2 separate regions of the Anas platyrhynchos genome follow, and region 2 is linked to region 1. A link is a contact called in public Hi-C data. All regions are on one chromosome and are shown on one strand. The core of a region is the stretch at or near the end of the contact, and the rest is flanking DNA. Distances in the headings are between cores, read along the strand shown. Region 1 holds the start of PSEN2 (presenilin 2). Region 2 holds the start of PARP1 (poly(ADP-ribose) polymerase 1).

Region 1 (4,597 bases), core at 1,292-3,791:
TTTCAGAAGGCACAGCCAATTAGCCTACTTTCACCATCCTAGTTGTACCCACTGGAAGAATTATACAGGTAGCAAAAACACACCAGTAACTTCTAACCCTCATAATTACATGGGAAGAGTCTCCTGTTGTAATATCGCCAGATATTTTCTGTTATTCCCTCTCAAAAAGGATAAAAGCAAAGATGCTACAATGCTTTTCATCTCCAAAGTTGTATTCACAGGTACCTGAAAGTGACCTAAATCTGTGCTACTGCCAATGAGTTGTCCCACCACCCTGTCTCTTGTGCCAGCACCAGGTGCTCATCAGCAACCCAGTTCTTTTGAAGAGACAACAGGTGCTTGCTTGCCATAGCTTTCGCTGAGCCAGGTTTCAGTATGACAGGCTCCCAGGCTGGCTGCCCAAGCAGCCCCAGACCCAGTGCCCAGAGGAGGAAAGAGGAGCACAGGGCCAAGCAGGGCTCTTTGGTGAACGGCTTACAGAGGCAGGAGCCCTATGCCCTACCACCAACCCCAGTGCAGTTTGTCTAACACCACCATTTACCCCTCTGAGTTGCACTAACTGGCACCAAGGCTGTGCTGGCCGCCAGACAGAGCTCTGGTTTACACCGTCACTGATTTCAGGGAGGAAGGACCACACTGGTCACTCACAGCCACACAGTCAGCACAACCTTCTTTCCTGGATATGGTCATTTTTCTGGTCATTTTAAATAGATCAGTGCATACAGACCATGTGTTTCCCTAGACTGAGCTGAAGAGGGGAAAGGACAGATTAGGGAAGCAAAGTAGAGGGCTGAGACAAGCACAATTGCCTTCTGGCTATACCACAAGAGGAGCTTTCAGAAGGATGAAATGCAAGCTGAATTTATATTCACATGACAGAGCATGGTCTACTAAATAAAGCCAATGAAGGACAGAAACACTGGGTGCCAGATAGTCTTCAAATTGACCCAGTAAGCCACAGGACATCAGGCAAGGTTTTCCTCTGTGGATAGATCCAAACTATTAATACACATTAAAAAAATCACAAGATGTTTAAGAACCAAAAGACCAAACTCTCAAAACCACATAGCAGAAATGAAAGGGGACAAAAACTAGGTCAGTAGTTAAGCATTGCTTATAATGGAGCAGCTGAGGTGAGACTACAGCAAACCCTATGTTATAGCAGCCTTGTGAAGCCTACAGGGAAGCAGGAGTTACCATTTCTCTCTTTCCGTATGTGTTTTGTGCAAGAGATCTCTCTCAACTGGGATAAATCCACTCTATCAATTACACTGAAATGGGGCCAATTCAAACGAATATGAGGATCTAGCCCTGGCTTGCTTTTTAATTTCATGCTATAGCATCACTGTGCTGCAACAAAACCAAGTTGTTTGCTATGTTTTTCATCCTTGATAAATATTACCAGTGTAAGGTATAGCACAGAACAGCTGCTGCTGGCTGGCATAATATTTAATAATCCACTTGAGATTTTAAACTCCTCCATATATATTGTTCTCTTTGATAGCAATCAGATGAAGAGAAGCAGTTTTCCTTTGCTACAGTTAGACAGAGAGAAAGCTTTGGGCTGACACCGACGGCCTGATGGTCCCCTAAGTTTCACCTGTAATCACAGCTGCTGGTTAACATACAGGGGAGGAAAACATTTTCAGCAATTCCAAGTGGTAGGATAACAATTAGGAGGAAAAATTTCCAGATTGGTGCCAACAAATAAAGCCAAAACATACACACTAGCATTACTTTCCCACAGAGAGGCACGTCACGCAGCCACGGCGTTACTCTGCTGACAGAGCTGAAACCGGACCCTTCCCCAAGAAGGTCAGAAGAATTATTTCGCCAGCCCTAGGCCCAAACCCGTAGCAGTCAATATGAGTGGATACAGACCTACACACACCAGGGACACCTCAAAGCCTGGGTCCAACCTCACACGGAGGAGCAGCTCCCAGTTCTGGTCCTGCTGGCGGTGCCCCAGGGACACACCGGGGACACCCGGGCTGTCCTCCTGAACCCTGTCCGAGGGCTCAGGGCACCAGGGGCAGTTAATATGGCCCCACCACAAGCTGCCCCAAGGAGACACAGGAGCACCACAGCTCAGCTGGCCTGCAACATGGGGCCAGCTTTGTTGTCCACCTAAACACACGGCCAGCCACCTCTGCGCACTCAGAAAGAGACACAACAGACGCTTTATCACTCCGGGAACAACAAATACAGATCATTTTCCATTTCATATATGCATATATACACATAACCACACACATATCCTTCCTAGGATGACCCAGCACAGCTGCCGGTCCCACACCCCCCGCAGCGGTGCCGCCGAGCCACCCCCAGCCCAGCCCGCCTCAGCTCGCCTCAAGCCCCCGACCCCACAGCCCCGATGCCCACCTGCGCTCGGCCCGGCCCGGCTCGGCTCCCTTCAGCCCGGCTCGGCCCTGCTCGGCCCTGCCCTTCCCTCCATTGGCCCCGCAGCCTTCCGTCCCCACCCCCGGCCGAAGGAAGGGTGGCGCCCGCCATCCCCATTTACCACAGCAGCCGCCACTCGGCCGCTGCCTCCGCCCCTCCGCTGCCTTCGTGCAGGAGGCGAGGGGAGGCGCCGTCCCTTGCCCCAGTGATGTTAGCTGAGCCCGGGGTGTTTTTGAGGCATTTAAATGTGTATACCCGGCCTTCGAGAATGGGAGAGCGATGTGAGGGTGTGGGTTGTTACCGAAATAAAAAGGCAATAGGGAGCGCGGCAGAGAGACTGGGGGAAATGGCCAAGTCTTGGAGTTCAGTCTGACCTTCGCTTGCCTCATGGATCAGGGGTGAATAAAGGAAAACTACAAGCTATTTCACATTACTTGCAATCGTTATGAGAAGTTTAGACCTCTATTTGATTAAAATTCAAGTCTAGTATAGCAGCACGGTAATCATGTAAACAAACTTCCTCAAACATCACAAAAATCGCTCCCGTCCCTCTGTTGTTGCCTATTAGGTTATCAAGCAACAGTAACACGAAATTCAGGTTCAGGCAGCTCTCACCTGCTTATCATTTTTGGGGGCAGAGGCATAAAAAGCAGCAGTCACTTATTTCCCTGTAGAAAGTCATTTATTTCCCTGTAGCAGTCATTTATTTCCCTGCTGCTTTCGCTTAGGAAGAGCACCAAGTGCAGACACTCAGTATTTTAGGCAGAGCTCCAGCTTCACCTGGTGCTATCCCTGATACCTTACACACAAAGGAAGGAAGGGCAGGGTGGTGTTAAAGGAGATGCAAGGTGTGACAAGTGAACCATTCCTATGGTATATATATACACCATACTGTGGAATATATGATATACCACACTGTATATGGTGTATATGCATGGTATATTGCACTGTGATATACCACACTGTATATCATTGGACAAATTGGAAAACCCTGCAGATTCCAATTCTAATTTGACTGTCGTATTCTTTTTCCCAATTTTACTGCATAAGACTGCTGTTGACCAGTACTGCTGTCTTATACCTGTAATCCTGGTTCTCCACTTTGCACACAGAGACAAGTTCTTTTCCAAGATAAAACTAGTTTAGGAAAACTGATAAACTGCATATTTGGCTGTATACCTCACTAGCAGAGAATCGGAACTTGTTGCTAGGCCCATTAAAGTCACTGGAGCTACATGTAGGTTTCATCCATATGGAGTAGTTTGCTGAATTAGGAGTAAATGTGTTTTCGTACAGGAGAATCTTCTTCATTTTTCACTAAGGATCATGAGTGTCTCCCTCACTGTTTCCTCACTCAGCACACTCCATTTCTGTCATGTAACAGACAGCCATCTTTGGTAGTTTACGCTTTTCATAGAATCATTAAGGTTGGAAAAGACCTCCAGTTTCATCTGGTCCAACCACCTCCCTACCACCAGTGTCACCCAATAAACCATGTCCCTAAGTGCCACATCCAGCCTTTCCTTAAACACCTGCAGGGACAGTGACCACCACTTCCTGGGGCAACCTGTTCCAACGCCTGACTGCTCTTTCTAAGCAGAAATGTCTCCTCATTTCCAACATGAACCTTGTCTGGTGCAACTTGAGGCCATCCCCTCTAGTCCTATCAGTAGTTACCTGTGAGAAGAGGCCGACCCCCAGCTCCCCACACTTTCAGGTAGTTGTAGAGGGCAGCTTTTTCTTGCCCACCTTTCCCCTTCCCTTATTACATTGGCATTCCAAATTCTAGGTTCATTCCCCTCCCCTTCCTCCAGCCAGCTGCAGTCAGCGGTCTGTCTGGTCCTTAGGCCTTGCAAGGAATTTGCCTGTAAGGCCGTGTGACCCGTAATTCTGATGCAGATTTTCCTCTTCTCCAAAATCATGACATTTTAGATAGTCACACTGAGTAGTTTTCATTTGCTTTATTAATCTGGTGGGAGATTTTTATCAGTAGCATCCTGTTCTCATATTTTTTCCCTCAAATATCATGGAGAGAAAAGGTTTTTTTGTTTGTTTGTTTGTTTTCCACTTCCTTTTTCAAAAGAGAGCTGAGGCTTCAAAGCCACCCCAAGTCCCTCACATCAAGGCATGTGGATGGTCACTTGAGTTGGGCAGCCTCTCAGAAAGTAACCTATCTGATTCAACAGCAGGCCGCAGA
Region 2 (4,597 bases), core at 1,309-3,808, 140 kb after region 1:
TCAGAACAGCCGAGGCCACTAGGAGAGGGAAGTGACGGGAAATGGTTGTGATTTCAGACTCCCTTCAGGATGCAGCCACCGTGTCACCTTTCTGGGTGTGCTTTCTAGTTTTAGCTACAAAAATGGACATTGTAAAGTACTTTGCACTTTACTTTATCAGCCTCCAACGCAATGTGCATTCTGAGCTTGGAAACTCAGGCATCCGTGCTTGCATTCACTGAACTTGATGGGCATTTTTAAATGTTCTTTAGTGTTAAAAGGATCTCACGCTGGTTCCCTTTCTTAAAATGTGATCTTACAAGATGGTGAGCAGCCTCAAATTCTGTTAAGGCTGATGCATGTGCTCAGCTACTGGCAGGATTTGGCCTCTCTGCTTTATGCCCTTATATTTAGTTTATGACTCTTTCTCCTTGGCTATGATGTTAAATGCCGTATCACTCTATTGGTTCTCCACCAGGAACATAAGAATTACTGCACCTTCAAGAAAATGTGGAAATGATTACTTTGTTTTTCCTGAATTGAGTCCACCAACACCAGGTTGCCTTGTCCAGGTGAGTTTTGAGTACCTCCGAGGATGGAGATCCCACAGCCTCCCTGCACACCTGTTCCAGTTCTTTATCACACTCACGAGGACCTTTTTTTTCCTGATATCAAAGTCAAAATTTCCTGTTCCAGATTGTGTCCATTGCCTTTCTTTCTTCTAGTGTACACCTTTCCAAAGGGTCTGGCTCTGTCTTCTCTAAACTTTCTCTAGCTCACAATTCCTGCTCTGCTAACAGAAAGGAAAAACAAAACATTGATCTTGCATGTCCTCATGGCACTCATCATCTAGCAGGATCCCAGAAGTTGGCAGTCCACTGACACAGGAATATTGTTAGATATGTGGAAACAAAAAAATCCTACCCTCTTTAACTGCTGTTGCTGCAGCGTCTTGTAAAACCCAGCAGCCAAATACTGGGGCTTCTAAACTACCAGATTTACTTAAATGGATGGTTGCCTAGGAAACTGGCCTTGCAGGCGCTGCATCTCACAGCTGCCACAGAGCATCCTCTGGTTTGCAACAAAACCTAGTGTCCTCAGTGCCGTTTGTGTTACTGAGGGCTCTGTGTGAGCACTAACCCACTAGTCCCATGCTGGCATGTGAGAGGGGAAGGGGGACGTGTTGTGATCCACGTGTCGCACTTGAGTGACAAAGGTGTGACAAAGGCAAGCCATCTGAGACCGTTAGATTTACGGCAGGGGCTAGCAGGACCTGGCAAATATTTGTGGCAAACACCACAAATCAGGATGACAGTTTGTCTACAGAGGAAATTATGTTTTAATAAAGTTAGAATAATAACGGTGTAATTCTTTGTGTAGGCATTCCTGTTTCAGAAAGACTTACACTGGTTATAACCATACAGACTCCAGTACACCACTTCTCAAAATGAGGTAAAATACACAGAGCTGCTCACCTGATCCTTTCAAGCACTGTTTGAACACGTTACTAAAGAGCCACCTACCCCCTTGTAAAAAGAAAATCCACCCAAACCCATGTTGTATAGTGTTGATTTAGCGGCTTTACTTCACAACAACAACAACAAAGGCTAAACTTTGAACAGCCATTTGTTCCTGTCACTTTTTTTTTGCATGCTTTCATGTTTCCATGCCTGCGAATGTCTGTGCGTGGCTCCGTAGGCCACCTCATGATATTTTACAGATCCCTGCTGGTCTCTAGGATGCAGGTTGTATAGAAGCACTTTATTATTTAGAAAGTGCTGCCCTGCTTTAGGAGTGGAAGCAGCCCCAGAAGGCAGAAACACTAACAAGAAGCCCTATCTCCGTTTCTGGTACTCTGTAAATAAACACTGTATAAACAGAAGGGTATATTCAGAGGAACTGGACAGTCTCACGGAAGAACAATTTCCCCTGGGGACACTACGCAGGAAACCCAAATCTTAGGGGGCTGGGAGGCGTTTGGGGGAGCAGGCCCTGCTACTGGCACACTGTGCGAGTGGGGAGCTGGGTTAAACAACCCACTGCCTTGACTCGGGACCTTTGTGTGTGCGTGGCTTGCTGTGAGGCTGCATTTGTTGGGGGGAGACCCTGGGGCTGCGTGTGGGGACCTGCCCCTGCTGAGGGGCGCCATGAGGGCAGTTGAGGTGCAGTGAGGCTGAGGCAGCTGTGAGGGAACTGGGTGCCGTGCAGGCTGTGCGGTGTTCGTGTGGTGCTTCACGGACCAGATGTGCCCGGCTGCGGGCTCGCAGCTCCACCTAGCGCACTCAGCGAGCTGGTGGCGGAGGAAGAGCCGAGCGAAGGCGGCCGCCTCACAGCCGCCGCCTCACAGCGTCCCCTCAGCCCCCCCCCCTCCTCCCGCCATGCTGAGGGGCGGGGCCGCGCCGCGCTCCCGCCGCGTGCCCGCGCCTGCCCGCCCCCGCCCCCTCCCCTCAGGCGGCGAGGCGGAAGGTTCGAGGCGCTGCCAGGCGCGGCGCGACGCCTGCCGAGCGGTCGATCCGGCCGGGCCCCGGCTCGGCTGCGCTGCGCTGCGGGGCGCTGCGCTCGGCGCTCGGCTCGCGGTGCCTGGCGCAGGGGCGGCCGTGAGGCGGCGGGAGGCAGCGGCTGCGGGCGGCAGGGGCAGGGGCAGGGCAGGGATGGCGGAGCCGTCGGAGAAGCCGTACCGCGCTGAGTACGCCAAGAGCGGCCGCGCCTCCTGCAAGAAGTGCGGCGAGAGCATCGCCAAGGACTCGCTGCGCCTCGCCCTCATGGTGCAGGTACCGCACGGCACGGCCCGGGGGCAGCGGGGCCGGGGGGGCCGGGGGGGCCGGGGGCTGGGCCCGGGTCCCTCAGGGGGTCCCTCACGGAGCCGCCTCAGGGGCTCCTCCCCGGGCCCCGCGCCCCCTGCTCCCCTCCTCTCCCCCCGTGCCCTCGCTGCGCTTCTCCGCTCCCCATCCCTGTATTTAATTATTTATTTATTTATTTATTTATTTATTTATTTGTTTATTTATTTATTTTGACTTTCTGTGCCTCGCTGCGGAGCGCAGCGCCAGGCGCAGGGCCCGTGCTCCAGCAGGGCGCTGTGTGCGGGCCGTTTTTCTTCTCTCCCGGGGAACCCCCTGCGGGCGGCCACGTGTGAGGTTTCCGCAGAGAGCGCAGGGGGGTTAAAAGGAGACTCAGGGCACGCCACCAGCTGGGTGCCGTTTCTGCTGCATCTGCTCTTTTCCTTTGGATTGCTGTCTGAGGAACTCTGCGTGGAAGCCTGACTTCCACTGTTTGGCATGCTGTGGGCACCCAGGTCTTCCAGCAGCATCATGACTTGGACTTTTGTTTCCACCTGGAACTTGGCAGTTTGTTATCTATACGTGCAGCCAGAAAGCAAATTGGTCTCCCTTTTGTTTTTTCATACTTTATTTAAGAAACTGTGGTAGACAGAGGTGTGCTGGGAGAAATTCCATAAACCTAAGTCTAGCTTGCCTGGAGGCTGCCCAGGGAAGTGGTGGAGTCACCATCCCTGGAAGTCTTTAAAAGCCGTTTAGATGTAGAGCTTAGGGATATGGTTTAGTGGGGACTGTTAGTGTTAGGTTAGAGGTTGGACTCGATGATCTTGAGGTCTCTTCCAACCTAGAAATTCTGTGATTCTGTGAGGTTCCATTGCCTGCACGGAGAGAAGTCACACTTTAGGTGCGCAGCTCAAGTGGTGAAGGAGATCTGCCCCCTTCTGTGTACCCTGCCGGCTGGTGCCCCTAAAGCCTTCATGCTAGGGACAGAGCCATGAGCAGTTCTCCAGTAAAACACCAAACATGAGCTCGTAGCTCAGGAGCGTGTGACTGAGTGCCGGAGGTGTGTGTGACTTCCAGGAATGTTGAGAGCAACCCCAGTGTGGCAGCTGTGTGGCTGTGGTGCCAAAAGGGTAGCCATATAATCTGATTGTGGGGAGAGTCTGGCAAGAAATAGGCATGTCCTTTTACAGTTCTGGTTGATGGTTCAGTTGTCACTGGGGCTCCCATCTTTGAAGCCTTTCTGTTTCCTTACTGCCCCTGCATGAAACTCTTTGATTTTTCAGCTCAGAGCTATCCCTTGAGTTGCAGAGTGGTATGTAGAATGCCTTCCTAGGTCAGTAACTCTCTATCATCGGTAATAATAATAACACCACGCTGAGTGCTGTTAGTGCAGCAGGTGTTTATGTGCGTTGCTCAGAGACAAACCGCTGCACAGTTATTTGGTCTGATGGGTAACTGGAACGGTGACAGGTTGGTACCTAATGTGTCTGAGTCATAACAAAGCAGAGCACTCCCGTGATGAGGCTGGAGAGCGAGCTCCAGAGCTGTTGTTCGGGGAAAACTTTGGTTGTGGTTCTGTCCTGATACAGGACTTTGGGTTCTGGCGTTCCCTTCAAATTTTGCCTCTGCCTCCTGCAGCCCGCTTAGGAATTTCTTCAGGTCATGAGCCAGTTTGCTTGAGAAGTGGTCCTCAAAGGGACTGTGTGTCCTGCTTGGCAGTCTTGCAGAGCGAGGCCAGCAGCCTCTTCTGCTGCAGGAGTCTCAGAGGAGGTTGGAACAGCCAAGTCAAGTGTTGTTACTTGTGCTGCTTTCTCCACAACCTCTGTTTTGCTGTGCTGATC

What was found. A called contact is a pair of places that touch in the nucleus more often than the background predicts.
Region 2: a Hi-C map of subcutaneous adipose tissue shows a contact between it and region 1, with 3 times the contacts expected there. The contact joins the promoter of PARP1 here to the promoter of PSEN2 in region 1. A contact is called at or near these places in 4 of 8 Hi-C or Micro-C datasets (liver, skeletal muscle and subcutaneous adipose tissue).

What each region holds. Positions count from the first base shown.
Region 1 is chr3:19,940,263-19,944,859 of IASCAAS_PekinDuck_T2T, forward strand. PSEN2 (presenilin 2) reads right to left here and starts at 2,542. Exons shown (of 11, transcript XM_038176124.2): 1 at 2,383-2,542.
Region 2 is chr3:20,078,934-20,083,530 of IASCAAS_PekinDuck_T2T, forward strand. It overlaps PARP1 (poly(ADP-ribose) polymerase 1), which reads left to right and starts at 2,559. Exons shown (of 23, transcript XM_038177158.2): 1 at 2,559-2,750. The coding sequence starts at 2,631.